Regions from separate parts of the Mus musculus genome. Here all the other regions are linked to region 1. A link is a contact called in public HiCAR-type, HiChIP or PLAC-seq and promoter capture Hi-C data. All regions are on one chromosome and are shown on one strand. The core of a region is the stretch at or near the end of the contact, and the rest is flanking DNA. Distances in the headings are between cores, read along the strand shown. Region 1 holds the start of Sertad1 (SERTA domain containing 1). Region 2 holds the start of Zfp428 (zinc finger protein 428). Region 3 holds the start of Tyrobp (TYRO protein tyrosine kinase binding protein). Region 4 holds the start of Zfp568 (zinc finger protein 568). Region 5 holds the start of Zfp574 (zinc finger protein 574).

What was found. HiCAR-type assays count read pairs that join an accessible place to other places. HiChIP or PLAC-seq counts read pairs in DNA pulled down with a chosen protein or histone mark. Capture Hi-C pulls out chosen DNA fragments and counts their contacts.
Region 2: a contact with region 1 is called in a HiCAR-type map of astrocytes, with 2.6 times the contacts expected there. The contact joins the promoter of Zfp428 here to the promoter of Sertad1 in region 1.
Region 3: a contact with region 1 is called in an H3K27ac HiChIP or PLAC-seq map of bone marrow-derived dendritic cells, with 12 times the contacts expected there. The contact joins the promoter of Tyrobp here to the promoter of Sertad1 in region 1. A contact is called at or near these places in 1 of 39 promoter capture datasets (maxillary cranial neural crest) and 1 of 115 datasets of contacts at active chromatin or transcription factors (bone marrow-derived dendritic cells).
Region 4: a promoter capture Hi-C map of adipose tissue shows a contact between it and region 1, with 2.6 times the contacts expected there. The contact joins the promoter of Zfp568 here to the promoter of Sertad1 in region 1. A contact is called at or near these places in 2 of 39 promoter capture datasets (embryonic stem cells and liver) and 1 of 9 other capture datasets (adipose tissue).
Region 5: a HiCAR-type map of astrocytes shows a contact between it and region 1, with 2.6 times the contacts expected there. The contact joins the promoter of Zfp574 here to the promoter of Sertad1 in region 1. A contact is called at or near these places in 1 of 39 promoter capture datasets (cranial neural crest) and 1 of 115 datasets of contacts at active chromatin or transcription factors (astrocytes).

What each region holds. Positions count from the first base shown.
Region 1 is chr7:27,485,605-27,488,298 of GRCm38.p6, forward strand. It overlaps Sertad1 (SERTA domain containing 1), which reads left to right and starts at 1,349. Exons shown (of 2, transcript NM_018820.4): 1 at 1,349-1,474. It overlaps Gm38972 (a long non-coding RNA gene), which reads right to left and starts at 1,356. Exons shown (of 5, transcript XR_881906.2): 1 at 1,121-1,356.
Region 2 is chr7:24,505,776-24,508,469 of GRCm38.p6, forward strand. It overlaps Zfp428 (zinc finger protein 428), which reads left to right and starts at 1,312. Exons shown (of 3, transcript NM_146183.2): 1 at 1,312-1,661.
Region 3 is chr7:30,412,419-30,415,112 of GRCm38.p6, forward strand. It overlaps Tyrobp (TYRO protein tyrosine kinase binding protein), which reads left to right and starts at 1,364. Exons shown (of 5, transcript NM_011662.3): 1 at 1,364-1,481; 2 at 1,924-1,950; 3 at 2,086-2,232. The coding sequence starts at 1,421. Gm32029 (a long non-coding RNA gene) reads right to left here and starts at 1,301. Exons shown (of 3, transcript XR_391237.3): 1 at 1,196-1,301; 2 at 957-1,015.
Region 4 is chr7:29,982,602-29,985,295 of GRCm38.p6, forward strand. It overlaps Zfp568 (zinc finger protein 568), which reads left to right and starts at 1,354. Exons shown (of 10, transcript NM_001167872.1): 1 at 1,354-1,627; 2 at 2,659-2,694. It overlaps Gm31735 (a long non-coding RNA gene), which reads right to left and starts at 920. Exons shown (of 2, transcript XR_001778074.2): 1 at 832-920.
Region 5 is chr7:25,075,473-25,078,166 of GRCm38.p6, forward strand. It overlaps Zfp574 (zinc finger protein 574), which reads left to right and starts at 1,335. Exons shown (of 2, transcript NM_175477.5): 1 at 1,335-2,010. It also overlaps a transcript of Grik5 not described here.

The sequences.
Region 1 (2,694 bases), core at 99-2,598:
AAACTACAGTTATAGGCAGTCATGAGCTGCCATGTGGGTGCTGAACTGAACCTGAACCAGGAGCCGAGCCTGGTCCTCTGCAAGAGCAACAAGTACTCTTAGCCACTGAGCCACCTCTCCAGCCCTTAATGTTCTACTCTTAGTAAATCATCAGGCTATTTTACTTTATTTTATTTTTCAGTGCTGTAACCAAGTGCAGGTGTTTAACATGCTGAAATGTGAGGCAAGCACTCTTTCACTAAACTGTACCTTTCCAAACATATTTTAAGAATAGCTGAAGGCCAGGTGTGGAGCGCAGGCCTTTAACCCCAGCTCTCAGGAGGCAGAGGTTAGTGAATCTCTGAGTTAGAGGCCGCCTGGTCTATAGATTGAGTTACAGGACAATCATGGCTGTTGCCCAGAAAAACCCTGTCTCAAAATAAACGAAAACCCAAAACCAAGACAAAGAGACAAACAAAAACATACACAAAAACTAAACTAAAACCCAACTAACCAAACAACCAAAAAAAAAAAAAAAAAGAATATTAGGTGTGGCATAAGTCTCTGGTTCCAGTCACTGACAGGCTGAGGAGGGTTGGTTGCTCTGTTTCCCAGGCTAACTTGGGCAAGTTAGTGAAACTGTCGCAAAAAAAAAAAAAAAAAAAAAAAAAAGTTCGTCGGTTTTTTTTGCTAGTTTGTTTTGTTTTGTTTTGTTTTGTTTTAAGACAGGATCTCACTCTGAGGTCCAGGCTGGATTCAAATCCACTAAGTAGTCCGGCTGCAAACTCAAAGCAATCCCCCATACTTTAGTTTTCCCATACTGGGGTTATGGGTGTGAACAACCACGCCCCGCAGGAAATTATTTTCAGGGACTTAAACTGCTGCCCAAAGTCACACAGCTCCTCCGGAACTGATGCCCAGGACGTGACTCTGGTGTCGTTCCGTCCCCCCCTTACTCCCGTCTTTAATCATAGTAGAATCCAGTTGTCTCACTGTATTGAGTCCAGTATCCTAAGCCCTACTGAGAAAACTGTTAATTTTGTAACTCTCAAGAAGTAGGTCCTCTTCCAGAAGTCATACAGTTTTCTAAAATAACACATGAAGTGACAGGCCTGTACTTTTTAAAGTACAAAACCCCTACCTGTCATCGCCCCACAAGGGAAATCGCTACCAGAGCTGTCCCTTCGCTCAGGCAGTCCTCCTGGGCATGCGCTTTAGGGACAACCTCCCCCCTCCTTCTGGAACGGCCCCGCTCAGGCTCCGCCCACCACCACCAACGAGAGCCGATCCCTGAGCTGCAGGGCGGGGCTGCCACGCGAGTGGGCGGGAACTAGGGATAGTCGAGTGTCTGGAGTCGTGCGCCGGAGTCAGAACTGCGCCTACCGTCCCAGGTGTCGGTTGCTGGAGCAGAACAAGCTAGCGATGCTACGGCAGCCGCTTCCTGATTGGCTGCGTGTGGCTCCCTCTTCGTTCTGATTGGCCGCGAGTGATCTGTGTATGTAAATGAAGGGGCCTGGTGGGGAAAGACGGGGGTACGGGGGGCCGGGTTCTTTAGGGTGTTCGATACCTCAGCTAGGTAGATGGTGGCCGGGGCTGACCGGGATCGAGCGCCCAGGGCCTGTATGTGTCGCCCGCCCGGGCCGGGCTGGGTGAATCACGTCGGAGCCCGAGAAGGGGGCGGAGGCGCCGGCTCCCTGGCTCCGGCTGCGTGACTCACCCGCCCCCGCCGCCGCCGCTCCGGGAGGAGCCGCCTCCGCTGCCTTCCGGAAGCGAGGGAAGGCCGGGCTCACTGAGCGGCCCGCGGGGGTCGCGGCTCGCTGTGGCCCGGGAGGGACAGGCGGTACCCTGGGGAATCTAAAGGATCCCGGGGTCACTGGGGCCGGAGTCCCCGGGGGAGCCCAGGTTGGAGTACCGCTAGGGGGCGCCGGGACTCGGGGGGGCGGAGTCGGGGTGGGGGCTGAATTCCTGCGGTTCCCGGCTCCCGGGTCTTCAGCGAAAAGGGCAAAGACTGGATTTTTAGTGTCTTGCTAGGTCTAGGCAGCGTCCCCGGGACTGAGACCCTGCGGCCTTTATGCCCCCGTTAGATTAGGCTAGGGGCTTCAAACTCTAGTCCTCTTGGAAGAAAGTACCGATTTTCAAACTTCTGTCAATGACTTACTCCCGCGGCCCTTCAGGGTTTCCCTTGTCTCTCTCTTTCCTCAATAAGTTCGGGACCCTTACTTCCTTGAGTGACTACTAACAGCTTAGGCTTTAAACCCAAGCGGCCAGCATCCCAGTGAGTACAGCAGTCGGAAGGCAGGCAGTTCAGGCCCACTTCTATCTCCAAACCTACACACACACACACACACACACACACACACACACACACACACACACATGATGCTGCCCCGCCACCGATCTTTCCCCAGGCAGCAGCTACCGGGGATCCTCTAGAGACCTTGCCAACTAACGTCACCATTCATCTTCCTGCCTAGACCCTACCCTCCATGACTCTGTCCTGACACTCTGAAAATCCAAGCCTCCTATTCCTGCCCGCGCCTCCTCCTGCTTGCTCCCCACCCCCACCGGGACTCCTACTGTGTCACACTCTCTGCGCCTGCTCCTAGTGTGTGGTGGCCTTCTTTTTTTTTTTTTTTTTAAACTCCCCAGTTCAGGTTTACCTCTCTCTGTCTTCCTTTGGCTCTTTCAGGAAAGCCTGGCCCTGCTTCTCCATAG
Region 2 (2,694 bases), core at 62-2,561, 3.0 Mb before region 1:
GGCCCTTCGGATTGGCATCAATACCAGGAGAGAGTGAGCTCGGAGCAGCAGGGACAAAGGGTTTTCCCGATGAATCGAAAGGCAAGATCAAAGCCTGAGACAGCAAAGGGATTACTGTGTTTGAAGTGCTGGGGATATGGACCAGATAAAACGGTGGGTGGGTCCAGAAGAGGCGTCAGGGACACAAGTTTGACTGGGAGACCAGGTGTGGGAGGTGCATACCTGCCACCCCAGCCTTTGGGAAGCTGAGGCAGGAGAACTGCAGGGAGTTGACGAAAACCACCCGGAGCTAGAGTGAGTTCCAGAATACACAAGGAGACTCTCAGAAACAAAGCAAAACACAACTATTCCTTTTCTGTGGTGTAATGGGACTCTAGAGTTTTAAATTGCTAGTGATAAAAGCATTCGGGAAGGAGAGGGCTGTAGGGATGGCTACAAATAGTCAGCATGAAGTTATGGCCCTTTAAAATTACCCACAGGAGCTGGGCTGGCTGCCATATGCCTGTAATCTCAACATTCAAGAGGTAGCGTTCAAGGTCATTTTCTTCGACCCAGGTGTTGGAGGCTAGCCTGAGCTACATGAGACTCTGCCTCAAAAAAGAAAAAAAAAAGAAAGAAAAGAAAGAAAAACAAAAAAAGAAATAAAAAAGCAAACACCTATAGCAGACTTTCTAATTGTGCTCCACGGAAAAGCTGCCTTGACTCCCTCTAAGAATGCAAGCACTACTTTGCCTCTGGAAATTTGCATCAGCTATTCCCTCTGCTTTTTGGCATTCTACTTGGCTCCAGTTCAGACCTGGCTTAAAAATCAGCCCTTGGAAGCCCTTGCAGAACCTCGAGCTGGGGCAGGCGTTTCTGGCATCCACGGCCTCCTGCCGTCTACCTCTCTCTCTTCCAGGTCTTGACAGTTCTAAGTATTTGTCTAATCAAATGTGGTTCGTTTTCCTTAGACTGGGGGTTCAGATCTCTCGCAACGCAGAAACCACGTGCTGTCCAGGAATTTATCCTAGGTGACAGGGACGTGAACGGGGTCCCAGACCTTCGGTAGTTTCGGGACAAGGTTGCCAGCCCACCACGATTAAGTCTGCAGTCCCCTACACGCATGCGCTTTATTTTTCCAGGTGCCCCCCCCCTCCCCATCCATATGCTAATCACTGCGCTCTGAAGAACAGCCTCTCCCGGGAATATGCAAATCACATCCTCCAGTGCGGGAGGCCTTCCTTTGTCCCGCGCTAGGATTATGCAAATGAGCGAGCCTCCAGCCCGGGGGATCCGGGCCGAGTATTTAGGCCCCCACTCTCCCCCCTCATTCCAAGGCATCCACTATTTATAAGGCGCGTTCGCTCTACCGCGCACGCACGCACGCGCGATTCTTAAAGCTTCTTCACCCTTCGGGCCGCAGACTGTACCAAGTCTAGCGGGGCCGTGAGCGGCAGAGCCCGCCACCCCCGCCGGCGTGAGCTCTACAGCCTTCGCCATCCTCTGAGCCCCTCTTCCCATCGACCTCCGGGAATGGTCCATCTGACCGCGCACGCGCCCCTCGCTCGCCCCTCGCTCGTTCGCCCGTTCGCTCGCCCGCTCGCCTAGCCTCCCGAAACGCAGGCGCAGTGCCCGGGCGTGCAGCCGCCACCGCCGAGCCTGATCCGGGGCCGCCGGCGTCGGTGAGTGTCCGAGCTTGGGGGGGGCCGCGGGGCATGCTGGGAAGCGGGCGATACAGCCCCGCTGCATGACGGGAGCCCGCGGCCGCTTGGCCGAGTGACCGGCCCGGGAGTCCCTTGCTTTCCCCAGCACGCGGCTCGGGACCCAGCACAGCTTCGCCTCGAGGCATTGTGGGAGCCCGTGGGCCAGGCGTTCTGGGCCTGGGGCATTCTGGGAAGGGCCTGGGCTCCTGGAGGGGACTTTTTTTTTTTTTTTTTTTTTTTTTTTCGTCGCACACGCCTTCTGTGAGAAGCCCCGGGGCAAGGAGCGTTTGGGTGCCTGGTGGTCGTTAAAGGCCCGAGGCATCGTGGGACGCTGTCACGGGGCATTGTGGGAGCTGATCTTTATTGTTTGGTACCGGGGTTTGTCCGAGTCCCAGTCCTACCTAGCGTTGTGCGGAAAGGTATCTATTGTGTTCACTCACGCACTGTGAGGCGTATGTGTGGGTGGGGTCCTGGCCACTCTGCTTTTGAGGGAACTGAGGCATACGGTTTCATGTAGCTGGGTTTTGGACCCACAATATCGCGGAGTACAACCTAGAATTTATAATTTACCAAGTGCTGAGTTCGCAGAGGTGCATCACCACGCCCAGCTGGCTTCCACCTGTCCTAATGCTTCCACTTGATATCCGGAACGTTCTGGAAGAAGCTTTATATAATGTGGGTTTGGAGAGGGATGGCTGTCCCCAAGTAAACCCCCAAGAAAAGTCCTAACAATCCTTGCTGTGATGGTCAAGTAGAATAATAGTTAAAGCCCAGTGTGGTGTCACGCGCCTATAATTCCTGCTGGGGCAGGAGGATTCGCTATTCTAGACCTGTTTTTTTTTTTTTTTTTTTTTTCCTTTTGGGGAGGGCATCAGATCTCAAAAAAAGAAGGGGGAGTGGGTTTATGGAATGGCTAATCCTAGGTATTGTTGCATGGAACACATATATTAAATATTTAAAATAGAAACAACCAGTTGTCCTCAGTTTTTCTTTGCTGAATGGTGCGAGTTTT
Region 3 (2,694 bases), core at 114-2,613, 2.9 Mb after region 1:
TCTAGCTCTAGACTTCAGAAAGAAACTTTTGGGGCTGGAGAGATGATTAAGAGCACTGACTGCTCTTCCAGAGGTCCTTAGTTCAATTCCCGGCAACCACATGGTGGCTCACAACCATCTGTAATGGGATCCGACACCCTCTTCTGGTGTGTGTCTGAAGACAGCTGCAGTGTATTCATTTAAATAAAATAAATAAATAAATCTTTTGAAAAAGGAAGAAAGAAGCTTTTGGGTTCTTTAGGAACCAGACTCAGGGCAGTAGTGGCTGTGATTATCAGAGACACCTCCCCGACCCCCAATTCTAGAGTCCCCTCCTCCCAGAGTGGCATTAGCTTCTGTCCCATGACTACTATCTGGCTTCCCCTTTCTCTTGCACCCAGGGTGCTACAGGGCGTGACATACAGTGGGGGGTGGGCAGGGGGGGGAGGTTTCCTGCATCTGGCTCTTGCCTAAGGGCTCCAACCTCAGGTTCCTCCTTCTCCAGTTCTCGATCAGGCTCCCACTGGGGACTAAAATAGTCCCAACCTCCTCTCCCATGATCTCCCCTCTGTCCTGGCTCCCGGTTGCTCCCCTGCTTACCAGTGTAGCCTAGCCCAGCCCAGCCAGTAGTCACCACGTGGCCACCACCTGCCTCCCCTCAAAGCCCCAACTCTGTGTCTGTGGTGTGCACATCTGTTTTCTCTCTGTATCTTTTTTTTTCTTCTTCTAACAGTGAAGTGGCCATCTTTAGGTCCTGGGTCCTGTCTGTCTTTCTTTGCTGTGTGGCTATGGGCAAGTGTCTTTACCTCTCTGTAAAATGGGAGAAAGGCATCAACCCCTGGTGAATACTATGAGGACTCAGTGACGTCACACATGGGAGCACTGTCGTGAGTGCTCCTGCTGGTGGCTCTGTCCTCCACAGCCTGTGACCATGATGGGAGGGTAGATATAGAATAATAACCACGGCTGATACTTACAAGGCTAATGTGGGTTGGATCCTGCTCTAGTAATGCTGGTTGGCTGAGACCCCACGACCCTGCAAAGAAAGTACGATTTAATTCTCAGTCTTGTGGATGAAGAAATCAAGGCCCAGAGAAGCTAAGCGACTTGGAAAAGGTTGCCCAGCTAGGAAGAGGCTGAGCTGATTTCAATGACTAGCACCCACAGTCCCTCCTGTTCCAAGATTTGCCCTCTATCTGGAGATGAAGATGAAGACCTGACATGTGTATCTCTTCTCTTTCTTGTTCAGCCCATTGGGACCGTGGCACAGCCCCCTGAGCTGCATTCTTTCTGCGGCCATGTCTATACGTTCCTCCTCCCTGCTGCTGTCCCCTCCTCCTGCTGCCACCACCCACCTCACACTTCCTCCTTCACTTGGTTGGACGTCACACCAGGTCCCACCAGCCCCTGGACTGTGGTGTCCAGTGCATATCTGGCCACCATGGGGGCTCTGGAGCCCTCCTGGTGCCTTCTGTTCCTTCCTGTCCTCCTGACTGTGGGAGGTGAGTCGGGGGGCTTCTGTGGATGCCTCCTGTGTCCTCAGCTCATGTTGGGGCCAGGACTAGGCAGAGAGCAGGAAGGGACAGCACAGACAAAGGGGAAGGCTGGGCAGAAGAAGGTTCCTCTAGAGCCTGTGGGTTTCACCCTGAGCTAGAGGCCCTGAGATTTGGAACCTGGTAGTATCAGTAGGGGGGACATTGAAGCTCACAGATATACCTACCACATGTTGGTCAGTACCGGCCGCTGGGTGCTGTGAGACCAGCTCTTTCCAACCTTCTTCACCTTCTACATCCACTGTCTGTGCCTCAATTTACATCTTTCTTTTGAATATAGAATCACATATAGCCCAGGCTAGCTTCAAATTTGCTACGTAATTGAGGATAACCTCAACCTTTCTATTCTCTGTCTCCACCTCTCTCAGTTTACCTGTTCTTTTCTCCTTAGGATTAAGTCCCGTACAGGCCCAGAGTGGTAAGCCATAATACCCCCGATCTTTCTCTCTTCCTCTCAAAGACCTCCTCAGGCCACCCCTTCTCCTTCTAGCCCTCTTTGTGCTAACACCAAGCCCTGATTGTTAACCTGTGTCCCCCTCTTCATCCTCCTGAGACACTTTCCCAAGATGCGACTGTTCTTCCGTGAGCCCTGGTGTACTGGCTGGGATTGTTCTGGGTGACTTGGTGTTGACTCTGCTGATTGCCCTGGCTGTGTACTCTCTGGGCCGCCTGGTCTCCCGAGGTCAAGGGACAGCGGAAGGTGAGTGGGGCTGGAGGGGGCTGGTCTGGAACACTTTGGGACCTGGTGGGCAGTGGATACAGTGGAAGCGTCAAGGTCACAAATATCAAAAGGATGGGAGGGCTGGCTTGTTGTTATTGTTTGTTTTTGTTTCTTCCCTTAATGCTAAGGATCCAAATGGGGCCTCCCATTTGAACTGCAAATGCTTTTACCAACTGAGTTACACCTTCAGGCCAGAAGGGCTGGGGGTGGGGGACTCTGGCTTTTTTCTCCCTCTTATTTATTTTTTTATAATTTTTTTCCTCTCTCTCTGTGTGTGTGTGTGTGTGTGTGTGTGTGTGTGTGTGTGTGTGTGTGTGTGTGTGCATTTGAGTGTAGTGTCCACAAAGACCAGAAGATGGCACCAGATGCCCTGGAACTGGAGTTACAAGTGATCCAGCCACTGGTATGGATGCTGGGAATTGAACTTGGGTCCCATGCAAG
Region 4 (2,694 bases), core at 104-2,603, 2.5 Mb after region 1:
TGGAACATGGCTACCTCTATGCCTCTCTCTGACTTAATAATAGGTATAGCTATTCTTTTCTCCAATGGAGACAATATAGGGATCTATTTTCAAATGACAAGTCGTCATTAAGCAAGTACTTCCAGAGGCATTCAGATGTTGGGGTCATGGGGTGTGCAAATAATGAGGAAAGGACCAAGAAAGTCGGAAATAAACCACAAGTAAACTTTATACCCTCCCCCCGTCCCGTTCCCTCCCCCCCCCCCCCCCCCCCGGGAAAACACTTCTAACTGGTTAGGGTCACAAGTCAGCTTCGACCTTTGACAAAGGGAGAGAGCAGTCTCCTTTCTCCTTTTGAAGCATAAAGGCAGGAGCAGAGGTTCAGGGAACAATAAAGAAGGAATTTGTAAATTGAGGGTTAGTTCTGGAGCCCAGGGTGTGGCAGGTAGGAGGATGTTCATTCAGGCTCAAGGCTATTCTAAGACAGAGGTCTTATCTCAGCCTTTAGGGAGCTCGCCCAGGCCTGGTGGTTTTACTGCAGCTTGAAAGAAAGTAAGGCTTGCGGGCATGCAGTAAGATGGGGGCGGCCGTCCAATACCTGGGATCACTCTGGGCTCGGCACAAAGGAAAGCCCGGCTCTTTGTGGTTTGTAGTGCATTCTTTGCCTCTTTTGGGTAACTGACCTGGCAATGGGTAAAACTGGGAGTAGACATAAAAAAATTGTGACCCTCCAGGTCTTTCTTGGCCAGGCCAGAGATCATTACCAGCCTTGTCCCCATTATCCATCCTGCGTAGAGAATGGAGATTAGGAGAGAACTGGCACCCTGACCAATTTGCGAATCTAAACCTCACCTCAGAGATTGTTCCCAGGAGCAGAGTTCTGAAGTCACAACCACTCGGGTGACAGGAGCCCCATGGTTACATGCAAGATGCCACATAGAGGTAGGCACAGTCTTACACTTAAGCCACAACTCCACAACGACCAGACATTTCATGTCCTCATAGAAAAGCTATCAGAATGTATTACAAACAACCACAAAAACTATTCCAGGGCACTGCGTCCGCCCAGTCGCAAGGCTCCTGCCGAGAGGCTGGACAGGCCACTAGCCTTTCTGGGAAATGTAGTCCACAAAGGGACAGCCACCTAGCGCCCCCAGCGCCTCCTCTGGTTGTTCCGGAAAAGACCGTCCCCGCAGCTGCTCACGTCCAGCGCTGCTTCGCCGGCGGCGTCACCGTCTCGCCGCGCTAATGGGCTCAGCCACCTCGGCGCCTTCGGCCATGACTCCTGTCCCTAGCACAGGAAACGCCAGCCGAGCTCTGACCGGAAGTTGGGTCGGGCCGCGGGTCCTTCTGGGAGCACCTGTGCTCTGGGACATAACGGGCGCGCGCTGCCGCCCGAGTGGAGGGGCTGGCCGTGCGTGGCCCGCATGCCGCGTCTCTGAGGTTGCGTCTCGGGAGGTTTTGGCTGGTGGCGCTGCGGGGACCTCTCCACGGGAGAGGCACGGGTGGTCCGGTTTGCGCCGGCCGTGGGCTTCGGGCTGGGCGCGGGCTCTCGGGGGGCTCGGAGTATCCCGGGTCACAGCTTTGCGGAGAGCTCCGGGCCAGAAGGCGGGACTCAAGCCTGTTCGGAGCTGCAACCAAAAACCTGGTAAGAGTTTGTGCTACTCTGGAGATTTGGAGGGGGTGTGGTTGTGCGAGAGCGAGTGTCCTGTCGTGGCCATGTTTGGTGGTAAGGGGTTGAGTAAGGGTGTGGTGAGTGTGGGGATGGCGTGGCGTGTGCAATTGTACCGCGGAGTTCTTAGGTGTGTAGCATTTGGCGTAACTCGTAACTACGGGGAAAAAAAATCTGTACTTTCTAATGATTTCCCCCTCCTCATTGCCGCCCTTTCAACACTTTCTTCTCTAACTTTTTTCAGTTTTTCTTTCTATTATTACCTAATGGCTTGCTTGGCTTATTTAATTTTTAAAAAAATCTTTTCTTTTCTCTCCTTTCCTTTTCCTTTTTCTTTTTTTCTTTTTCTTTTCTTTTCTTTTCTTTTCTTTTCTTTTCTCTTCTTTCTTTCTTTTACCTTTGTAGTGTTGAATTTAAATCTAACGCTTCAATCACACCAGGCAAAAACTGTACCAATGAGCTACATTCCCAGCCCTGAAGTTAGTTTAATAATGGCTGAAAAAAATTCCTAAGCTCAATAGCAAACCAACTGGGATTCCTTCAGTTCACGTTGTTAGCAGATTCATTGCATTTAGCTGATCCAGGCTGTATTTGGTTGAAATTCAGATCTGCTCTCTGTTTGTTGTTTTCTGGTGCTCAAGTTAAAAAGAACTGATTCCAAACATATTTTCTTTTCACGGTGGATTATGGGAGCACAGGGGAGATCATGCAAAGACTCTAAAAAACCTCTGCTTCAAATGTGTCCATATTTAGCCAAAGAAAAGTTGTGTGGGTAAGCTTGTAGTCTATTAAAATAACTATTTGCCACATTAAGAAATCTCTAGAAATACTTTTATACTGGGTGTTACCGTTTAGTGCAAGTGCTCTTTGATGATAGTGTGCTCTTGTTTGCACTCTCTTGTGTGCACTCTCTAGCTCTGCTCTCTAGCTTGCTCACTAGCTCTCTCTCTCTCAAATTACATTTGTCACAAATTTTATATTCCAAACCCTTTGTCTTTATGTTTCAGGTTTCTCATGAGCAACATATCAGCTGAGTGTTTTTT
Region 5 (2,694 bases), core at 85-2,584, 2.4 Mb before region 1:
CAGTATTTACTTAGTGTCTCGAAAACCCGGGACAAAGACTAGCATCCCTTTTCAGAGATAAAAACAAAAACAAAAGCCGGGTATGGTGGCGCACACCTTTAATCCCAGCACTCGGGAGGCAGAGGCAGGTGGATTTCTGAGTTCAAGGCCAGCCTGTTTTACAAAGTGAATTCCAGGACAGCCAGAGCTATACAGAGAAACCCTGTCTCGAAGAACTAAAAAAAACCAAAACAACAACAACAACAACAAAAAAAACTAAACCTGAGACAGAGTGGAGTTGTTTTGCCCAAAGTCACAGCTAAGAAGTACCAGGGCCAGGATAAGCAGCCTAGTTAGAACATGTAGGTATACTTGCTAGGGAGTCCAGTAAGAAGACATCCAGCTAGACATCCAAAGGAGGGCACACACATGGTGACAACTGGAGACTCAGACCTACCTGTGGTTCTGTGTTCAAACCCCTCCTAGTTTTTCTGAGCTTCAGTTGGGGAAACGGGGGACAGTTTGACCAACCAGATGCACCTCTGATAACTCCCTTAACCTTGGCTTCAAGAGGGAGCTTCCTGAAAACTGTGGTGTACTTGTGTGGAGTCCAAATATGGATACTGGATCTCTTCAGTCACTCGCTACCATATTACATTCAGGTGTGTGTGTGTATGTTCATGTATGCACACTCTGGTATATGCAGAAGTCAGAGAACAACTTACAAGAGTCAGTTCTCTCCTTTCACCCTGTGGATCCCAGAATCAAAACTCCAGATCAGGCTTAGCATGTGGCTTTACGCGCTGAACCATCTCCCTGGCTGGCCTGGAACTTCATGTTTTCCCAGGAAATTCTTCCCATGCCTAGGGGTCCTTAACTGTAACTGTGTGGAAGGGCAGTCACCTGGAAAGATACCTTTAATGCTCAAAACAGGAGAGGCCGAGTCAGGCGGATCTCTGTGAGGCCAGCCTGTTCACAAAGCCAGACCATGCCTCAAACAAAAACAAGAACAACTGACTCGATCCACTACAAATCCCATAAACTTCCTTCTTCAGGTCTTCCACCCCACACCCTCAGCTTCTTCCAAGGGACCTTACTAACGGGGCTTTTCCTTTCTCCTTCCATTTCTCACTTCCTGTCACGTACCTCTTCCTCTAAACTCCCTCTCCTGACATCTTGTTTCCATTCTACTCTTCCTCGATTTCCCCGTTCATCCTCTTAATAGGAAAAAAAAGTCTTAAGCCTTGTTTTGTTCCTTTTGCCCTGTGTGACTGCTGCTGCTTGGTTTCCTCTCCCATTCACGCCGAGTGGTGTCTCTTTTTTTTTTTTTTTTTTTTTTTGCCACTGGCCCTCAGGGATCCTTGACTGTAACCCGCCGGCCTCCAGGGCTTTGCGTGTCTCTACAGCCTACACTGCCCGAATCCCCTACGCCTAGCTTGTCAGGCGCCCCCAAGATGGCGCCTCCAGCTTCGTCCCGCCTCCCGACGTCATCGCGCCCTCTCCGCTCAGCGCTCCCCTTTCGAGCTATCAAAGGCGGAATCCGAGAAGAGGTGGAAGAGGAAGAACCTCCAGGGAGGATTAAAGAGGCGGGTAGTATCCACCTGGAGGCCGACCAGCGAGGGAACATTGCTAAAGGATTGGCTGGGCGCTGCGCGATCCCACCCCTCCGCTCTATTGGTCGAGGCTTCAGGAAACCTGAGCATCGATTGGTCTAATGACAGGGGCAGACAGCCGATGATTGGGCGAATTGTGCAGTTCTTCGCAGCGGCCCAGGCGGAAGGTGGGAGGAGCGTTGTTGAGGGCGGCCTGGGGTGAGAGCGAGGCTGCGGAGCAGGCGAGACGACGGGCGCTAGAGAGGACGCGGCGCTAGAGTGGCGGTGCAAAGGGACCTGAAGCCCGTAGCCCGGCCTGGGGCCGGCGAGACGGCCGAGGCGGGTGAGTCCCCGCCGGAGCGCAGAGGTCCGGCCCCACCCGGCGGCTTGCCTGCGTCATTCGGCCTGCACGATGAAGGCCTGAAGGATCGCGTCCCGGGTGCGGAGAGCGGAGCGGCCGTTGGGCGCGCGGGCCGGGCGGGGGCTGTGCCGGGACGGCGGGTGGGATGGGGGACTGGAGTTGAGTGCGGGGCTGAGTGAGGAGGGGCAGGGCTCGGGCTGCAGGCCGGGGGCCGACCTTGGCGGGAAGGGGAGGTCCCAGAGCTGCCTCGCCGGAGGGCTCTCTGGTTGCATGGGGTATCGGGGCCACGGGTGGGTGCGCTGGGATGGGGATCAGAATCGAAAGGGGACGGTTAGAGGACTCATGGATGCCGGGGTGGGGAGCTGGCCCGAGAAAGGAGGTAATTAACGCAGGGAGGAAAATCGATTTCTGCCTGGAAAGAGCTGAGGCAGAGAAGAGGTTTTTGAGGTATCTTTAGAGCGAAGGGAGGGATCAGGTGTGGAAAACGGAGTAATGCTGACAAGGAAGACCGATAAACGCATGAAAGTGGGGCTTGGAAAGTATTGACAGAGGTCTTTATTTATTCTTACGGGTTTCAATAGGTTGAGCTAGAGGGGAGGGATTGTTTTGTTTTAGATACAGGTAAGTAGGCCAAAGGGAATATTCGAGCAATCTTGGGTGTAGTTGGAGAGACAGAGATGTGTGCTACAGAGAGCAGTCTAGGAATTTTGGGGATGTACCATATTGATAACTCTGGGGGATTTGGGTATCCCCATAGTTGTT